2 separate regions of the Mus musculus genome follow, and region 1 is linked to region 2. The links are chromatin contacts, called in public Hi-C maps. All regions are on one chromosome and are shown on one strand. Each heading gives the region's core, a stretch centred on a gene start, on an enhancer-like site or on the middle of the called end of the contact. The rest is flanking DNA. Distances are from core to core; before and after follow the strand shown. Region 1 overlaps Gm40167 (a long non-coding RNA gene). Region 2 overlaps Wdr63 (WD repeat domain 63).

Region 1 (4,406 bases), core at 968-3,467, 300 kb after region 2:
CTCAGAGCAGAACTTGGATAAGGGAATCCTTCGCCTGCAACTGAAGGAGAGCTGGGACACTTCTATAGGGAAGCCTTTCTGTTCGGAGCCAGGGCACTTAGAGTTGGGAACCAAGAATACCACCAAGTGGCAGGGGGCAACAACCCTCACATAAGAGAGTTGTTGGGAGGGAGAACCCCAGGAGGGAGGCAACCTCTGCTTGGGAGAGAAGCAGCAGACTGCAGTAGACAGGGGTTGTACAGGATTGCTTAGGGGCAGGGCTTTCCAGGGTGGGGAGTGGCAAGAGTTCTAGTTTGACGCTTGGGCCTTTTACTGTATAGGGCAGGAGCTGGGGCTGGCCATTAGGACAGTTAATGTCTGTAAGTGGAACCTGGTGGGTCATGGTCTTCGGGGGAGGGGCCTGGCCACTTATGTGCCTCAAGGGACTTACTGAGATGCAGTCGAAATGTCAGGACTATGCAGAGTGTCATGAAGTTGACTGTGGAGTTTCATCTCCGGAATGGGAGCTTCTCCCGAGGGATGGCAGAGATCCTTCCACTGAGAGCAGGGTGGCACTGTTCCTGATCACACCGTGTTACTGAAAGAGAGAAAGAACACAGGGCTTTCTTGCTCCACACCCTCCCTACAAGCACGGACATCTCCACCATCTCGTCATCCAGACAGCCCAGCTCCTCCTCCGAGCGCCCCAGGCTTCCATGGATCAGTAGTACATCTTGGATGTAGATCCCACCACATTCCCCAAACCTTCCTTCCCAGCAGCCGTCTCAGCTTCCAGTTAGTCTTGAGCTTGCGGCCACTCCTCCCCTCTCCTGCTGCAGGATTTCTCCAACCACACATCACAGTCCATTAGTGAGCGGGTCAGGCCATCAATACAGTGGACGTGAGAAGCCTTTTACAACAGGGCAGACTAGACTGGAAGCTGTTGGATCACACTGTGTGTACGTCTTCAGCGTGAAGGGTGATAGTGGCAGCCCTGTTATGTGAACCTTCTCTCACCCTGGAGACAAGCTCCCTTACCATGGTACATCTGTGGCAATGCTGAACGTTCCTAGAATTGAGAAGATCTCTGTTAAGCTCAGATTTTCTCTGAAGCCCAAGAAGGTGTAAATCACTGACACTATTTGAAATGTAGTTTTGTTCTAAGCATAAATTTATTTCTCAAATAGGAATATTGCCTGGTATCACATCAAAATGGTCCCAATTATTCTTCCAGTTTAAGTACGCACAGATCTTCCCATAGCTAGCAAAAAAATCGGGGAGGGGAGGGGGGCTTGATGGCAACACTCTGAGGAATATGACCCATGAGGCAAACATACAAGGCAAAGAAAGTCATGAAGTATTTGTGCCAGAGAACCACCTAGAACCTCCCAGAGCTCAGAGCTTTTTGACGTACTTCCAGCTATGCCACACTATTAGGAGTCTGTAAACTCTGCTTCTGACACAGATTCAACTAGGATCCAGTGAGGTCCTACTTTGCATGATGTAGGGTTTATCGTTTGTGTTGGGGACATCGTGGGTGGGGGGTGATTCTCCTGAGGAGGCATCAAAGAAATATTTTTTTCTCAGAAATAAGAAGGTTGCAGACTGGCCAAGAAAGATTCTGGTGGATCCATCTTGGTGAAGTAAGCAAGATCACTCTGATTACCTACAGCAGCATGGGCTGATGGTGAGCGGCTGGACCACACAGCTCCAAGCCCTGCCTAGCTCCCGCTGTCTATGGCTCCAAGTCTAAAGCAGAACTCAGACAAAGCCGGGTGCAGCTCTCCCTAGTGTTAAAGCATAGTGGGTGGCCATAGGCTCCAGGGATGGAAGGAAGGAGCAGATGAAAGCCAACTTCAGAAGTTCTGTGTCCATGAGAGCTGCCCCACCCTAGCACATACCGGGAATGCTTGGCCAATGCTGATCAAACGTGGGAAGAATGGTCTATCTCACTTCAGCATGGCACAAAGGACAGCTTAGTGGTATCTTGTTGCAAGATGAACCCAGGATTCTAGGGACTACACCATGCCCCAAATGCTCATCTCTCGAGAAAAACTGGCGACGCTGTGGAAATTTGGGGAGAGTCGTGTAACCCAAGGTTTATCATTTACTAGGTAACGCCTGCTTTTCCCCCAGGGGCAAAGGGAGACGATGCCTGTTTGTTTATTTAAGGTGTTCTGTTTTGTTTTGAGACAGGATCTCGTGTAGCCCAGGCTGGCTTCAAACTTTCTATGTAGCTGAGAATGACCTTGAACCTCTGACCCTCCTGCCTCCAACCCCTCACTGGAAGGTACTGGGTATCCCGTGACAAACGCGCCTGCTTTCTGCCACAGAGCAGCTGAGTCATCATCATCAAGCCCTTAGCAAGTCAACAGCTGGGGATGGATTATGGAGAGCCACACATCTAGAGAAAAAGAATGAGCCCAGCCCTCCCTAGACCAACAAAAGCATTTCGGTAGCCGTGTGGCTGAGCCAGCGGGGCAAGGGATCACTGGTTGTTACAAAGTGGTTGCTTTTCTTATCAAATCCAAAGCCCTCCTGCAGGTAGGAAGGTCTGTGGGTGCTGACCTGGTGGTCCAATGTTTACCAGGCATGAAGGAGGTTCCTGGAGTTGATGCCCAGCACTGGAAAAAACAGGTAAGGAAGAATGGAGGTGAAGCTGGCAAGTGTGACACGCCCCTCTCCCGAGAGAGAGAGCAGGGTGAGAGCCTGAAGGGAGGGACATCTTTATACTACCAATGACAGCTGTCAGGCAGCACCAACGGAGAAGCTGGTGAAGCTGGTTCAGTCTAACAATTATCTGTCTCTCTATCAGATTGCTAGATACTTGATCAGTTCAAGACAGACCAGCATGGATTTTCAAAAGCTGTGACTCCTGCCTTACAGCCACTCACAAAAGGAAGTGACCTCATGGGCTGCCCGCGGGTGCCGCCACCCACAGAATGAACAGCACTTGCTGTGGGTCACAGCCGGGACTGAAGTCCAGGAAAGTTGCTAGACCCTGGGCTCCTTTAGTGACTTGCTGTGATAAAACCATTCTGACAAAGCAACTTAAAGGAGAGGGGTTCAGGCCAGCTGCCCAGGCTATAGTCCACCATGGCAGGAAGTTCCGGCTGCAGGAGCCTGAGAGACCTGCTCACATCACATCCAGTCACAAGAGAGCGACGAATGCGCCAGTCTTAGTGCTGAGCTCATTTCGTCCACTTAGGCAGTCCCATGCCAGTCACAACTAAAGTGCATCTTCCCACACTGCTTAAAGAATCAAGACATTGCCCCAAGCACATGCTCAGAGCCCCTGATCATCACACAGACCAAGCCAACCCTTCTTGAATTCTGTCATCCACTGCTAGCCTATGATATGGCCTTTCCAAGGTTCTTAAATCTTTCTGTAGGAGGGTCAGAGAACAGTGTGGTTCAAATGCTGGATCTTACATCCCTGAGCTTGGTCGTACGTTCAACATCCCTGGATTTCCCCACAAAAGAGTTGACCTTGAAATGACCCACTCTGTGCCATCTCCTCGAGTCTGCATCAGTCCAGATATAGACCGGTCACTGTCAGAGCTAGTCTCAGCACAGGAAGCAACCTGACTCATCTTCCACAGGATAATTCCAGCCCATGGCCTGTGGGTCACATGGAGCCCAGAAGAGCTATCAATACAGTCCAACCCAAAGTCATAAAGTGACTTAAAGTATTACAAATTTGGGGGCAATATTTTAGGTTTTTTTTTTTTTTTGTTATTTTTGGGTTTTGTTTTTATTCAATTCTGATTCTTAAGCATGAATGGTCACAATGTCAAAATGTGAACGAGCAAACCACCATTTTGAATCCCCAGTAGACAGATTCTTGGCAGAGAAGGAGGCAATCCGGCCCCTCTGTCTCATGCATGGACATTGTCTATTTCCCCTTTAATGCCTAGAATTGACTCTGTAAATATTCTAAGAATAAAACCAATATGACTAAGCAGAATCTGGGCCTGTATGACCGTAGCTTTGGCCACAACTGTAATCAACTTACAAGTATTTATTATTCTTATTCAGTAAAGTTATAACATTCTTATTTTGAAACCTAAACTGGCTGAATAAAATCTCAGGCTGTTGCTGGGCATAGTGGCACACACCTTTAATCCCAGCACAGCCCCAGGAGGAATCGATCACTCTCCTTATCCTTGATATTGGCAATACTCTAAAATAAGAAAAGGGCTCCCTTCTGGTGTTTCTGCTTGAGCTAGGCTGCTTGTGGGTCCACCCAGGGCAATCTCTCTCTCTCTCTCTCTCTCTCTCTCTCTCTCTCTCTCTCTCTCTCTCTCTCTCTCCTGGTGCTGTGGATGAAAATCAGGGTCTTGTACATAATACGTAAGTGTTATATCACCTAGATACACTACACACCCAGGTGTCCCAGGGGCTTATCCCCTAAGGGACCCAATTAC
Region 2 (4,513 bases), core at 1,573-4,072:
GACTTGAATGAAGTCCAGTAGTGGAATAGATAATGAGGACATATTTGTGAACCAAGGTATGGGAACAGCGTGGCCAGGCAGAGTGAGTGGCATGAAGTGCTAAGAACAGCCTGGTTTCTGACGAAGAGCAGCTGGCTTGATGCAACTTCCTTAGCAGCTGAGAAGGTAAAGTTCAGACCATGAGACCAGAGCTCTCCTGGGCCTCTGCCCCAGCCCCAGGGTCTTCCTGCCTCTCTGCTCTCTGCACAGAGCACACCAGGACTGGAGCTGGGGGGTTTCCTTCCGTCTGCCACGGCTGGCTGATGACCTGAATGAATGCTCATTCTCTACTCCAGACTCCAGGGACGGCCACCGAAGTGTATGCTGGTGGGGCCGAAGGTGCAGTGTCTCTAGGCTACAACCACAAACTTATTCTGTACCTCGCCTCTTTAATGCTATGTGAGGGCTGAATCGCCGCCTGCCCAAATGCTGGTGGGATATTAAGGAGAACGAGATCTCTTTACATTTGTAAGGAAATTATAAAGTAGGGCTTTGAAAGGCTTTGGGTCCATCCACATTCACACAACATCACTTGCCACAGAAGAGAGGTGGGAGCATCCATGGATGAATGGTAAACACAATGTGGTATAGATATGACACGGGATACAATTGAACACGGGTGGGAGAGGTGGGTCCATGGTTAAGTGCATCGGCTGCTCTTCCAGGTTCGATTCCCAGCTTTGGAGTAGATCAGAAAATTATGGCTTTATTTTGGGGCAGAAATATCTGTTACAAAAGAGTCAATCTTCAGTCTTCAAAACCTCTAAGGCTTCTGTCATATTCTCCTCTCAAGAGTGGGGACTCTAAAACCACTTAGAAGAAGTGTTGTAATTGGGAAACCCATGTAACCCATTCCTACCAAGAAAATCCAGAAATCTAACCCCAAGCCTATTCCCCAAGAAGGCATGAGTGTCTGGAATGGTGTCTTTGTCATAGGCTTAGGTGTAGCTTCTAGGCAGAGGTGTTGGTTCAGAAAGTGATAAGAAACCAGCGTTCTCTCCTGGACCTCAGGGTCTGGGGAACAAGGGCATTTCCTGCTCCTGGCCGAGGACAAAAATGGAATTGTTCACTTTCAAGGTCCTTGCTTCTAAACTGACTGACTGGGTCCTATCCCAGCACTCCTTAATGGTTTAACAGATCACGTGCTTCCTCTAACCCCAAGGCTAAGCGTGTCAGCATCTGAGACACAACGCAAAGGTTCTTTCACTTGGCCAGGACACACCTACCTGGTGTTTCCAACAATGGATTTCAAAAGTGTTTGGATTTATGACTTCTTTACTTTGATACTATAAAAATTTCAAGGACTTTTAAAAAACCACACTTGGATATGGAATTTTGGTCTGTGTTTTCAGAACACGATCATTTAGCTCTGGAATGGCCTTTGAGTTGAGAGCAGCTTTTTTTTTTTTTTTTTTTTTAATATTAACAGATTAACAGTTGGTTTCAGGATGACTACAAAGAGCTAAGAGGTGGGGTTCCAGAGGCTTCAGAGGTTCTGAAAAGCAGAGAGACTGAGGGGGATGCAGTCTAGGGGGCTGAGCTGACTAACCAAGTCGGAGAAGATGCTCTGGCTTGCTGCCTATAGATCAGACTGTTGGGTCAGAGTTGAACTGTACACTTCAGTCAGGTTGCAGAGGCAAAAGGGCAGGTTAAGGAAGGGGCTGAAGGATGGAAGCCCGCCCAGGTGGATGAACAGGACCCACAAGACACTGATTCTGGTCAACCATATCAGCAGAGGAGACTGAGCTGAGCTAAAGCCCCAGGGATAGCTGGGATTCTCTGCCTGTGGGCCCTTGGTCAGGCTGTGGCAGCCGGGGTCTAAGGAATGCTAAGTGCCCACCTTTTTTTTATGGGAGCCAGGTTAGGGAATTATAGACTTTCTTAGGTCTGGACGGCTTGATAAATTCTTGGGGCTACTTTCCCTGATCTTGTTTTAATTGGTCTTTATTCCCCCACTGTCCCAAGTCACCCTGGTATATTGATAGAGCGGTCCCATCTCTAGTCTCCATAACAATCATTTCTCTGTCTGTGCCACGTGGGACCAGATGTGATACCAAACAGATGATGCCATTAGAGTGTCCACCAAGCTGTGAAAGTCACCCTTCATCTTCAAGATGCAATCTCAGGCCGCTTGTAAGATGGAGTCTCTTAGGTCAGGGCACAGTCTGAAAGCTCATTGTTTCAGACAATATAGAGTAAGGCTCAGACAGATACAAACAAACAAAATTAAACAAAACAAAACAAAAGGTAGTTCTTTTAGATTGGAAGCAAGAGATCACAGTTCATATATTTCTCAGGCTTTTCTTGAGTGGTCTAGAAAGTTCCTGGCAAGGCAGAAAGCACTCCCAGACCCCAGTGGCTTTGTTTTGCTGATGTTTTTGTTTCTCTCTCTGGGGTAGCCCCTGGAGAAGTTCCCCTCCACTCTGAGCAGTAAGCAGGGCTGTCCTGGGGGCTGGAAACCCTCTCAGAAGAGTGTGATCGGCTGTGGCATCATCCCCAATGGGAAGGTCTGGTGTTTTGTTTTGTTTTGTTTTGTTTTGTTCTGTTCTGTTCTGTTTTAATAACATCGCGTGGTGATCTTTTCCTTTGGAAGACCTGCGTGACTGTCAACAATGAATGGGGCTGTCCCTAAGTTATTAGATGGAGTGCCAGAGCCTCCAGGCTGCGTTGTTAAAAGAAAATTATAATAAACCAGAAGGCACAGATTGGCGGCAGACTGCCTGGGCTCAAAGGCTGCCACCGATGCCCAAGGCAGTGATCCCACAGGGCTGCTACGACAACATGAGTTTATCCGTGAGAAGCACTTGGCACAGTGCCCAGTGTGGCTGTGTGCTGGTTGTACAGTTTAAGGGTCTACTACATGGAACAGTTATGTCAACCTTCGCCATTCAGATCTGTGCTTCTTGGCTTGCCTCTTAGGTCATGTGGAAATATTTGATGTGGCTTCCCCTGGCCCTGACCCCGCCCCCACATTCATCCCATTTGGGGTCATCTGCCTTTCAGAAGTTTTTGTTTTGTTTTGTTTTGTTTTGTTTTGTTTTGTTTTGTTTTGTTTTGTTTCTTAAGAGGATGGAATCCTCTCCTTTGCCTGTTTAGGGAGAGTTAAGCAGGCCAGAGGGTGGGTGGGTGGATGGGTGGGTGGGGATCAAGCTGCAGTAGCTGCCTCAGCCTCTGCCTCTCCTCTCTCTGCCTCTCTGCCCCTCTGCCTCTCTGCCCCTCTGCCCCTCTGCCCCTCTGCCCCTCTGCCCCTCTGCCCCTCTGCCCCTCTGCCCCTCTGCCCCTCTGCCCCTCTGCCCCTCTGCCTCTCTGCCTTTCCTCTACTTCTCCTTTGCCTTTCTTCTGCCTCTCCTCTGCCTCTGCTTTCTGCTCTTTGCACTCTGCTCTTTGCCTCAGTCTCTGGCCTCTGCCTCCTCTCCCTCCTCTGCCTCAACCTCTCTACCTCTCCTCTGCCTCTGTTCTCTGCCTCTTCTGCCTCTTCTGCCTCTTCTGCCTCTCTGCCTCTCTGCCTCTCTGCCTCTCTGCCTCTCTGCCTCTCTGCCTCTCTGCCTCTCTGCCTCTCTCTCTGCCTCTCTGCCTCTCTGCCTCTCTGCCTCTCTGCCCCTCTGCCTCTGCCCCTCTGCCTCTGCCTCTGCCTCTGCCTCTGCCTCTGCCTCTGCCTCTGCCTCTGCCCCTCTGCCTCTGCCTCTGCCTCTGCCTCTGCCTCTGCCTCTGCCTCTGCCTCTGCCTTGGCTTCACTCAGGAAACATCCCTGGTGTTTATGAAAGATGTTGGGTGGGAGCTCACAAGGAAACCATCTGCAGCCCACAGACTGTGAATAAGGCACACGGGTTACAACCCAGTGTGGCTGTGTACCAATTCTCCCACCCTGCAAACAATATTCAGTGGGAATGGCAGGCCGGCTCTGTGTTGCCTGTTACACAGTGCTTGGTTGATGGCTTCAAGGGTCTTTAGGGCCCTGGAGTAAAATTTCTTCTTTTTGTTGGGAATGGGCTGAATGCCAAGGAATGAAAAGCAACTCCTTTCCACCCATATCTTATTTGCCATAATGTCCTGGTCTATGCACCTTCACGTCTCCCATGTTTTCCTGCTATGTGCTTGTGACCACAGCTGCCTGACAGTCCCCACTCGTTCTCACTAGGCCACTGTGACTGTTCATCTTGCTTCTATTAGGAGTCCTCTGACAAACAGCCAGCCCCACTGACCCAGCCCTCACTCCCCTGCCAGGCTCCTTTTCTGAAACTCTCATTGAGACAATCATAGCCTTTCGCCACCTGCACTCAGATGGCTGGCTGTGTCCTTCTGCAGTTGACCTCTAGACTAGTATGCTTTGGCCCTGAGTTCTCCCTCTTCCTGCCTGCTAACTGCTCTTCTGGGTTCCAATGTGCTCAGCCTTGATGCTCTTTTGACAAGGAAGGCTTTTCCCCATCCAATCCATCCGAAGAGTTTCCAATTCATCCTTTAGGACTCAGCTAGC

The links. A called contact is a pair of places that touch in the nucleus more often than the background predicts.
Region 1: a Hi-C map of muscle stem cells shows a contact between it and region 2, with 2.4 times the contacts expected there. The contact joins two enhancer-like sites. A contact is called at or near these places in 19 of 484 Hi-C or Micro-C datasets (B cells, the Ba/F3 cell line, the C2C12 cell line and 13 more), 1 of 115 datasets of contacts at active chromatin or transcription factors (bone marrow-derived macrophages) and 1 of 9 other capture datasets (embryonic stem cells).

The regions. Positions count from the first base shown.
Region 1 is chr3:146,347,269-146,351,674 of GRCm38.p6, forward strand. Gm40167 (a long non-coding RNA gene) reads left to right here. Exons shown (of 2, transcript XR_867699.1): 1 at 1-2,616; 2 at 2,795-3,946. Among named protein-coding and RNA genes, the nearest start is that of Gm40167, 3.0 kb to the left of the region's middle. Within about 2 kb of position 2,218, at least 7 of the 459 cell types and tissues checked have an H3K27ac peak or open chromatin away from gene starts, as enhancers often do. A contact at or near this core is called in muscle stem cells, where this site is marked.
Region 2 is chr3:146,048,974-146,053,486 of GRCm38.p6, forward strand. The region is part of intron 18 of Wdr63 (WD repeat domain 63); the gene reads right to left. Among named protein-coding and RNA genes, the nearest start is that of Gm35409, 14 kb to the left of the region's middle. Within about 2 kb of position 2,823, at least 25 of the 459 cell types and tissues checked have an H3K27ac peak or open chromatin away from gene starts, as enhancers often do. A contact at or near this core is called in muscle stem cells, where this site is marked.